2 separate regions of the Rattus norvegicus genome follow, and region 2 is linked to region 1. The links are chromatin contacts, called in public Hi-C maps. All regions are on one chromosome and are shown on one strand. The core of a region is the stretch at or near the end of the contact, and the rest is flanking DNA. Distances in the headings are between cores, read along the strand shown. Region 1 overlaps Slc25a47 (solute carrier family 25, member 47). Region 2 holds the start of Wars1 (tryptophanyl-tRNA synthetase 1).

Region 1 (5,285 bases), core at 1,022-3,521:
TCTCAGATAGGAGAGAAGGAAGCAGAAGGCCTTGGCTTTGGCCTTAATTGGGCTGAGTTGGCTTTGAACTCAGCACCATCAAACCACTAGGACCAGCTAGCAGCCTCTTGGGGTCTGGGCTCTCCACACTGCCCTGGCGGGTCCTAGAGTATGTGGGCAGTTTGTAGGCATGTCCTACTCGGTTTCTTCCCTGTCCTAGGTGTTCCTGACGTCACCCACTGAGGTGGCCAAAGTCCGCCTGCAGACACAGGCCCAATCTCAGACACAGCAGCGGCGACCCTCGGCCTCCTGGACATCTGTGGCTCCCGCTTTGTGTCCAGCACCCACTGCTTGCCTGGAGCCCAGGCCTAAGTACAGTGGGCCACTACATTGTTTAGTCACAGTGGCCCGAGAGGAGGGTCTGCGCGGACTCTACAAGGGCAGCTCGGCTCTACTCCTTCGTGAAGGCCACTCCTTTGCCACCTACTTTCTCTCCTATGCTGTGCTCTCGGAGTGGCTCACCCCTGCTGGCCAGAGTCAGCCAGGTGAGTGACAGGCAGAGGGCGGGTGGGGTCGGCCCCAGGGCATGGGTGCTGGGAAAGGAATCTGCATCATAGAAGCATAGATTTAACCCAGGCAGGCTTGTTTGCACGCGGAGGTTTCTCAGGCTGCTTGTGCAGCTCACTGACACCTAATCAGGCTAAGCATTCTTATCTGCCTGCCTCATTTTTCAAGTAGGGTTTCTGAGGGGAGTGTGTGTGACTGTCCAAGGCCACAGTGACTTTGTGCTAGGGGGGTTTATCTCGACTCACTGAGTTCCCCTGGGCTGGGTCCTGTCTCCAAGAAGCTTGCAATAAGGTATGGCCACTGTCTCCCCTGCAGATGTCCTAGGTGTGCTGGTGGCTGGAGGCTGTGCCGGGGTCCTGGCCTGGGCTGTGGCTACGCCCATGGACGTTATCAAGTCCCGCCTGCAGGCGGATGGGCAGGGCCAGCAGCGCTACCGGGGCCTCCTGCACTGTGTGGTGACCAGCGTGCGGGAGGAGGGTCCCAGAGTGCTCTTCAAGGGACTGGCACTCAACTGCTGCCGCGCCTTTCCTGTCAACATGGTGGTCTTCGTGGCTTATGAGGCTGTGCTGAGGCTCACTCAGGGCCTGCTCACATAGGCACTGGTCAGCAGCATCCACGTTACACAGCAGCCGGAGGCAAGCTCAGGATCCCACAGGACTGTCACCCGAACAGCAGAGGGCCTTCTGTGCTGTGACTTAGGGGAGGCCCGAGTTTAGCCAGCCCAGTCGCTGACCACAGTCAGGGAGTTTCATCTGCCATCTGCTTGGTGGCCATGAGTCAGGATGGTGTGAGTCTTCTTGAGGACACGTGTGTGTCACTTGGGAGTCATCTGTCATCGAACAACTGTTCATTCCTGTTGGTACAGCCATGCCCACACTGATTTCAGAGCATTCCCTTGCCAACCCCTAACCCCAGTTCCACTCAACATTCACCGATTCACACTGTCCCCTTAGAGGGAGGCTTGGGACAAGACAGCAAGCTGGTTACATCTGGCTACAGGCTGGGCTGGTCCCATCCTAGGCTGCTCGAGAGAGCCCACGTTCTCACTGACCCAAGGAATCGGTGCAGGGTATCACCATCAAAGTGCCATACTGCCTGCAGGTGCTGTGCCGGTCACATGAAGGTCCTGGAACCTGGTCCAGGACTGGCTGTTAATAAATGTTTCTGTGCTTGCTCGGCCACATTGCCCTGTGGTCTGTGGGGTCCTAGCCCCTTGTGCTCATCCAGGGCCCTCATGAGGCCTGTCCATGGTAGGAGAAGAGGTGTGGAACTTGGTCCTGGTGGCGAAGGTGGACTAGAGTTCTTGCCTGGGTGGCTAGGTGCTCACTACGTAGAGGGTCACTGTGAAACCCTGCATAGCCCCGGGCTGGCTTCACTCCGTTTTACTTTCTGGGCTGTGTAGTCCTTATCTGTGTCATAGCCAGGCCAAACACCTGGCTAGAGCTCTGCACCGAGGATGGGAGGGTGCTGGGTACCTTACGAATGTCTTATGAGCCAGTGGCTTGGAGGGCAGGGTAGAGTTCAGTCTGTCCTCAGGCACATAGTGGAATTAGCCTGTGCTTCTGAGGTCCCAGCCTCCCTCTCCTGGCACCCTATGGCTTCCAATGATGGGACACTGAGAGTCAGGCTGGACTTACTACTGGGTCTTCAATAAACGGTCCTGTGGTAGAGCTGGCCGATTCCTGCTTTAGCTGTGCATGTTCAGATGCAAAGCCTGACCATGTACGCAACGCACCAACTGTCCTCTAGGGTGTGTGTGTGTGTTGGTCCAGTGAAACCTTCTAGTTTCTAGAAGGGACAAGATCTGTTTCTGAGTCAATTCCTGTCATGGAGGTCCCTGGACACCAGATTTTTTTTTTTTCCCCCCAGAGCTGGGGGCTGAACCCAGGGCCTTGCGCTTGCTAGGTAAGCACTCTACCACTAAGCTAAATCCCCAACCCCTGGACACCAGATCTCATACAGAGTCCTTGCCTGTAAGATCTCCCTCAATCTATGTGGTATCATCTCCTGGGCCTCTTCTCCGGGAAGGTCTTCTGGTCTCACTACCTGGGCACTCAGGGCTCCTCCCATGGAGCCTGGTTAGCTGGCTGGTTGCTTGTCTGTCCCATCCCCAGACTGGGAGCTATCTAGGACCTCTCGGCTTCAGGTAAAAAGGCAGTGAGGAGGTCCTGGCTGTGAGGAAAGCCAGAGAGCTTCCAGATAGGTTGGGAAGATACAGGGGTAGGACTTCAGGACCTGGGCATGTCTCCAGCTGTAGCCTGGAGGGAGGGCTGTCCCTGCCATCCTCTGCCTGCATCTAGGAGGGGCAGACAGATGCACAAGATACAGCTGCTATGGACTTTTGAAAAGCACTCTCTTTACCTCATTTGGGTCACATAGCCTCTGTGTTCTCTTTCAGTTTCAGTAGGGTTTTTCTTTAAACAATTTCAGCTACTCTGTAGACTTCAGAGCTGTTCTGCACACACGCTCCCGCTCTGCTCGCATGCTTCGAACACAGACTTAGCACCCCACGTCTCTTGAATTAATCCTGACGCCCTGTGGCTTTAGTTCCTGAACTTGAAAGTTCACCCAGCTTAGGGAGGTAAACATGCTGGCACATTCTGGGCCAGCACCTGGAAAAGAACAACTAATAAAACGTCTTCAAAATCACCAACCCTGACCCTGTCAGCTCCACTGGCGCCCACTTTTGTGTCTCACTTTTATTTTTTTAGTTTTAACTTTTTTAGACAGGGTCTCACTATATAGTTTTGGCTGGCCTGGAACATGCTGTGTAGACCAGGACGGCCTCAAACTCTGACATCTGTTTCTGCCTCCTGACGGCTGAGACTAAGGATGTGAGACACACTTGGCATGTTGTGGGAGGTTAAGCGCAGACTCTTGGCTCTCATGTTCCATGTTCATGGGGGTCAGGGCTGTGCTCTGGTTCCTGTGGATCCCAACTCCTGAGCTGCTACCTAGTCCAGGCTGCCACTGGAGAAGGAAGTGACTTAGCAGGAAGGGCCTGGAGCTTACTCTATGGCCCAGCTGATTTCATTCTCATCGCCTTCCTGCCTCAGCCTCCCAAGCGCAGGGCTTTTAAGTGTTACCATCCCAGAAGCAGTGAAGTCAGGGAGGAGGAGCCGGCTGCAGAGCCAAGGGCCCAGGAGAAGGGCCAATAGTGTAACTCTGGAGAATTTCACCATGGCCTGCATACCCCGGATATACCATCTAGATGGGAGCTGTCACCTGCTCCTGTCAGAGGGGCTCACACCCCCATCTGTGTGGTATAGATGCCACTCAGAATGAAGCTGTTCTTCCTGGAATTCTCTGGACCACAGGGTTTTGGCAAATGAGGCAGTGGGTGTTGCAGACATGCAGGTACCCTCACTGACAGGCAGCAGCCTTGGACAGCTCCTCTGTGCATTCTTACATGGAGGAGATGGAGCTCCCAAGAGGCCAGGTGGCTCACCCAGTTGTGGCTGATGGGGTGGGAATGGCCTGGGTACTCATTCCTCCCTGGGCCTAGGACCCCACCTGAGCTGGCAGATGCTCTGGCTGGTAGACAATGACAGAAATGTCTCTCCCCTCATCTGCACACCAGAACATTCCATGGGTACAACGGTGCTTCAATGCCGGGGCATCATGAGTGGCACTGGTTCGCCACCTTTGGCCACAGCTAGCCAGGTGAGGTGTTGGCAGGGAAGTGTGGCCAGTCTAGTGGGATGGGGCCTTGGGAGGAGCCCGTGTGAACCTCATGCCACACTCTGGCACTCTCATAGGCTCTGAGTCCAAGCGCTTGGTTTCCCCGGTGCAGATCTTGGTGTTCTCAAGACTAAGTCAGAGCAGAGTGCTCAGTAACACATTCACTGGGCTTGGACAGGTCATGCTTGCCTCTTTGCAAATGCGGACGGGTGGGTAAGGTGAAGCCAGGTTCCACTTATGGCTGGGTCTCCTCTGCACTGCCGGTGGCTCAGCTCAAGCCTGTGCTCCTCACTTCTGCACCTCCCCGAGTACCGGCTTGCTGCAAATAGCATGCCACACGCACATACTCGCTAGGCTGTTAGACTGTGAAAGAAGGTAGATCTCAGGGAGGAGGGCGGCTTCTCAGGACAAGTGGCCCCACAAAATGATCCCTAGGAGTCTGGCTCTAAGCACCATGGGATTCCACCACTCTGTCTTCTCTGAAGTATTCCCCTGGACCCCAGCAAGGGGAATGGTACAGCCTCAGCAGTAGGTGTAGTGTCCAAGTACCTCGGCAGCCTGCCTGAACAGACAGCGACAGAGACGGGAGCACAACAGTTTATTATTTCTTGCCTGAAAATGGTGCAAGGTCAGAACACTCAGAGCGAGCGGCCCTTGTGCCTTCAGAGAGGACAGACCCTTCAACCAGGGCTTTCCCTGAGATATGGCCTCTGCTTTCCAAGACTCTGAGGGCGGCTCATACATGCAGCCACCCCAGAGGGAGAGCACTGGGGCCTGGACAGCTGCTGTTCTTCTGTCTGTCTAGCTATGGTCCACCGGCCTGAGGCATGGCCAGCACACTTCTGGCCTGCCCTCCACTTCAGTCAAGTGTCAAAGCAAAAGCATCTGCAAAGGTAACAGACCGTCCTTAGAGTCTGGTGGTTGGGAGAAGCCACCACTGGGCTTGACAAGGTGGAGTCTGGGCCATCTGTGGGAAAGTTAGGACACTAAGGGTAACAAGCACGATTCTGGAGTGGACAGCACGTGTGATCTGGAGTTTAGTTACTTCAGCCTCAAGT
Region 2 (4,982 bases), core at 691-3,190, 34 kb after region 1:
TCTCTTTATTAAGGAAATGCTATTTATTTACCCAACTACTAATACAATATGGAAGAAAGAAAGAGGTAACAACCAGGAAGTCATCTATTATCCCCTGTAACAAAAGTACTGGGATTGTAAAACATCAATCTGCCAAAAACCCTGCGTACTGCAGAGCAAGCACAGCAGGTCTCTGAGGAGAAGCCCACAAAGGCTCCTCCACCCATAATTCCCCTCTGCAGGCCCTCTAACCTGTGGCTCATTTGGAAAGATGGCATTGTTCTAGATAACATGGTAGGCTCATAAAGAAAGGGGCACATTACAGTGTGAGCAGATAGGAAAGAAAAGGATTTTCACCACGAGGAAACCATCACAGGTAAGACCCACAGACGCTCCAGCCTGAGGGAGGAAGACAGCAAGATTTTAGGGGCAGGTTGGAAAGAGGGTGGTCTAGGAAACTTTCTAGATACCTCGGGACTGTGGTCTCAAAGAGTAGATAACAACAGTTTCAGATTGACATGATCGCAGAAGACAAAACCCCTTTAGAGCAAGCGGTTCTTTACACTCCTAAACTTAGGGATAGATGATGGTCTAGTTAATGAAAGGCTATTTTCCCAGCCAAAGGCATTGGGGATTGAACCCAGAGCCTGGAACATGCCAAGTAAGCCTTTTAATAATGGAACTACAAGCTCAACCCCACGAACACTACCTTCAAAGAGAAAGATGCTAATTTACAAAGACACATGTCCCGATAAGAATGCAAACGTATTCAGGTACTGACCACTTAAGGAGGCCAAGTCAGCCGGAGGTTTGAAGATGTTGCAGGGCAAGCTCTGAATGGGCACAGGCTGCTGGGCACAGGCTGCTGGGCACTGGCTACATCTACTGCTCAAAACCAGGGCACAACTTGAGTCAAATAGATGAAATAAATGCCTAACATCCTAATCCTGACACACGCTCTTCTCAAGTCTTCAACACTTTCCTATAACCACTAGAACAACAGTAAACAAGCTGCGAACCTAGCCAAGAAGGCAATACGTACTCTGGCTGTGTAGTCCAAGGGCCCCGATCACACTGGGCAGTTGAGCAGATGAGAATGCCCAGCCAGGGTGGAGGTCTTTAATACTCTCCCCATTTCAGTTTTTTTTTAAGTCTATTGTTTTTCTTTCCTGCTTTGCCACACCCTTTCAGTTTCACTTACTGAGGGGTTTCCTAGAAATCAATCAGGTTCTCAGAAACATTTTAGCCACCTGACCAGTTTCCTTCAAGAGCAAGTCCAGCTAGTAGCTAGCTGGGTGAGCTGTGGGAAGAGACTGAGACCAATCAAACTCTCAAGAGCCCTGAGCTACATGCCATTGCATCAGCTGTCCCTTTCTTCAGCTTGACCGTCATATGACCTCCCCACCCTCTTCTTTTCCCGCCCCTACAGCATCATTGCAATTGTGTGTAGTGTATTGTGTGACAAATAGGGCGGGCATATCACCATGTACATTCCCTGAGGCGTTCCCCCTCTGAAGTGGTGCACTGCAGCGGAAAGATGGGAACTCTGAGGTCAGAGAGCATCGGCTTTTAATGTTGGACATAAGCTTGCTATGAAACCGTGCACAAGTAGTGATCCTTCCCTGCTTCTCTCTCGGATTCCTCACCTATGAAATGGGCACCAAGAACTTTACAGTTTGTGTAGGGGACTGCTGGCGATCCTACAGGGCCCAGGTGGTGGGAAACGATGACAGACAGGGTGGGCGGCACCGCCGCAGCCTCCGGGTCCCTCGTGGTGCTAGTGCTCAGAGAACATTGAGTCCGGTTCCGAGCTGGACCCTCATGGCTCGGCGCCGGGACGTCAGGCCAAGGTTCCGGCGCCACCTCGGCATCCCTCCCTTGGCAGTAACCACCCTCTCCTCACTTACCGGCAGCCCCTGTTCGGCTCCACCAGTCAGCACCGCTGGTTCAGCCACCGGTACCTCCTGGGCGTCTGTGGAAACCCCAGCCGGCTGGAACAACTTCCGGTCCCGGAATACCGCCATTGGTTGTCCAGCCAGAGGCAGGGCAGAGCTCATCTCTGATTGGCTGAGGTTCCCGGCGTCGTGGTGGAACGCCACTGGGCGGCCCGAGTGCTGGCCGGACCGGTGTAGGGGTGTACCAAGCGCTTCCGTGTGAGTGGTGAGCGGCGGGCCCGGGCGGGAGGGGGCCGGGACCTGGCGGCCGCGTGCTTCCCGCCTCTTAGCGCCGGGCTCAGTTCGCTGCTCGCCTTCCTTTTCTTCCCGTTCATCCCTAGAGTGCTGTGCTCTGAACTCTTTACCCATTAGTGTTGACAGCTTGGCTAACTTCATCCTTCAAAACCTGTGTTTGTTTTTTTTTCTTTTTTTTTTTTTCCCCTTTCCCCACCGTGTATCCGTGGCCTCTGGGGCAAGATCCGTGTTTTAATTTCTGCTCACATCAGATCCATCATAGTGCCTAACATAGAGTAGAAAACTAGGACCCTTTTGTTGAACGGGAAAAATTTTGTCTTTCTTAACTTCCTCAACTCCCTGTCCCATCGGCTTGCAGTCTACAAATAATCTAGGTTGAGGGTTCTCGGACAGTGAACAAAAACACAGGACACCCTGCCCCACGTAACTTTGCTCCCTTTAGCTTTTTTAGTATTCTTAAGTACTCAGTACTCTTTTCTCCGTTAGCCTCTTCCTCTTGGTCTCACCACACCCCCTTTTCCCATGGCAGTTTCTGGACTTGAGTACAAAATGGCAACCCATCTCCTAAACTGTGTGCATCTCCCTCAGCCTTCTCCCCTCATGTGTGTTTTCTTGAATCACCCTTGACTCATCTTAATTGGCGTTGGTTCTGTTTTAGTCTCAGTATTGTGATCAGCTTGGTTCCTTCAACCTTTCCAGAGTGCCACACTGGTATAGTCTCTCTCAGCTCCATAAAAAAAGATAGTCTTTCGGGTCGGGGATTTAACTCAGTGGTAGAGCGCTTGCCTAGCAAGCGCAAGGCCCTGGGTTCGGTCCCCAGCTCCGAAAAAAAGAAAAAGAAAAAGAAAGAAAAAAAAAAAGATAGTCTTTCTAGATAGGTTCACAAGTAGAGCGGGGAATGTGTTTGTCTTCCTATAGCTTGTGAGTGTGCTGAGTGAAGGGCTTCATTTACTGTTTTTGCCTATGGTGGCAGATGTTGAGTGAGTGGATGAAATCTACGTGCGGTGCAGTGCATCAGGCGTCCAGTCTTGCTGTCATTCACTTTCTATCTCCTGTGGAGCTGACGGGCCACACTGTCTTCAGATCTGCTAGAGGCCTCTTTTGTGAGTCGACCCTGCAGATAACCAGGTAGCTGAAAATCCAGGCTGTGACTGAGCTCTGTATAACATGGTGGTGGGAATCTGATGGGTTCCACTCCAGGAACCAAGAGATTGGCCTCCGATCCCTGCTGAATATATAGAGGTCATATTATTTGCAGAGCATGGTTCTATCTGTGTGTAATCGGTCTCCAGTGGGATCTTAGTTTGGTTGGAGAGTGCACAGCTGGTTTTAGAAGTCCTTTTTAGAAGATGACTCAAAATGTGGGCATCATTACGTGCCTGGATTCAGCTGCCGGTGGGAATGATATCTGCAGGCCTTGGATGATGAGCAGACTTGTATGGCAGTGGGGTTCTTAGGTGAATGGTGCCATTAGGGGACAGGTGTGGAAGGCTTTGAGTGGGATGTTGAAGCCCAGTGTGTGACCTGACATTGTGATATACACTTGCAGTCCCAGCTCTCAGAAGGCTGAGGCAGGAAGACTGGACTAAGACCAGCTTACATAGTGAGCTCTCGTCATGAAAGAATAGGGCTAGAGAGGCTCATCTTTAAAGGCACTTGCTTTGAAATCATGAAGACCAAAGTTTGGATCCCAGCACCCATGTAACACACCATTACACACTTGCTTGTAACCCAGCCCGTACGAGTTCACAGATGGAGACCACTCCTGGAAGAGAAGGAAACTGAAACAGCACAGGATTCCATCTTCTGGCCTCCTTGTGTGTGCACAGGTTTGCACATCCCCACAGACATACACTCACACAGCAAACCCACAAGTATAAAAAAAGAAGCCCAGCTTAGCTGGTCCATGGCCCAGGCTTGCACTGTGTCCCACTCTGCCCTCTGCTGGCTGTGCTATGCTTAGCACCCGTATTTTCTTCCTGTCTGTACTTAACTGTGCACAGAATACTGAGCTCTAGACCAAAGCACTTCTTACTGAGAACTAGCTGATAGAAATCTGTGAATGCTCAGAGTTCCAGGAAGAACTTTTCTTTTTTTTTCTTTTTTTTTTCAGAGCTGGGGACCGAACCCAGGGCCTTGCGCTTGCTAGGCAAGCGCTCTACCACTGAGCTAAATCCCCAACCCCTCAGGAAGAACGTTTAAAAGGAGATTCAGTACTGTGTGAACATATGCATTTGGGGTGAAAGAAACAAATTTGGATGCCATGATTAGAATTGCTCTTACCACAGTTGGGTAGACCAGATGCCTATCCGGGGCGCCTTAGGACCTGATCCTGGGCTTTATGCATGCCAGGTAGGTCTTTGGGCTTTTTGGTTTATTTGTTTTTGTTTTGGTTGTTTTTTGAGACAGTTTCTCTGTGTAGTCCTGGCTGTCTTTGAACTCAATCTGCAGATCAGGCTGGCCTCCAACTCAGATGTCCACTTGCCTCTGCCTGCTGAGTCCTGAGGTTACAGGTGTGCACCACCACCACCAGGCTGAAGTTGTTTTTAAAAACAGGGTCTTGCTATGTATCCCAGGGTGGCCTTAAAATCATAATCCTCCTGCCTCGGCTTCACGAGTGCTAGCCTCAAAGGTGGGTGCTGCTATACATAGGCACATCGTTGTCCTCTTGCTTATTTTCTACCTCCTCCTCCTCCTCCTCCTCCTCCTCCTCCTCCTCCTCCTCCTCCTCCTCCTCCTCCTCCTCCTCTTCTTCTTCCTCCTCCTCTTCCTCTTCCTCTTCCTTCTCCTCTGCTTTGCAATGCTGAGGGGAAA

Evidence for each region. Hi-C and Micro-C count contacts between places; a contact is called where the count stands out from the background.
Region 2: a Hi-C map of liver shows a contact between it and region 1, with 2.4 times the contacts expected there. The contact joins the promoter of Wars1 here to the enhancer-like site in region 1. A contact is called at or near these places in 4 of 12 Hi-C or Micro-C datasets (kidney, liver and prefrontal cortex).

Annotation. Positions count from the first base shown.
Region 1 is chr6:133,535,655-133,540,939 of GRCr8, forward strand. It overlaps Slc25a47 (solute carrier family 25, member 47), which reads left to right. Exons shown (of 6, transcript NM_001001509.1): 5 at 200-524; 6 at 862-1,721. The coding sequence ends at 1,142. It overlaps Wars1 (tryptophanyl-tRNA synthetase 1), which reads right to left. Exons shown (of 11, transcript NM_001013170.2): 11 at 4,809-5,285. Among named protein-coding and RNA genes, the nearest start is that of Slc25a47, 6.6 kb to the left of the region's middle. Within about 2 kb of position 2,272, at least 4 of the 93 cell types and tissues checked have an H3K27ac peak or open chromatin away from gene starts, as enhancers often do. A contact at or near this core is called in liver, where this site is marked.
Region 2 is chr6:133,569,705-133,574,686 of GRCr8, forward strand. Wars1 (tryptophanyl-tRNA synthetase 1) reads right to left here and starts at 1,941. Exons shown (of 11, transcript NM_001013170.2): 1 at 1,887-1,941. It also overlaps a transcript of Wdr25 not described here.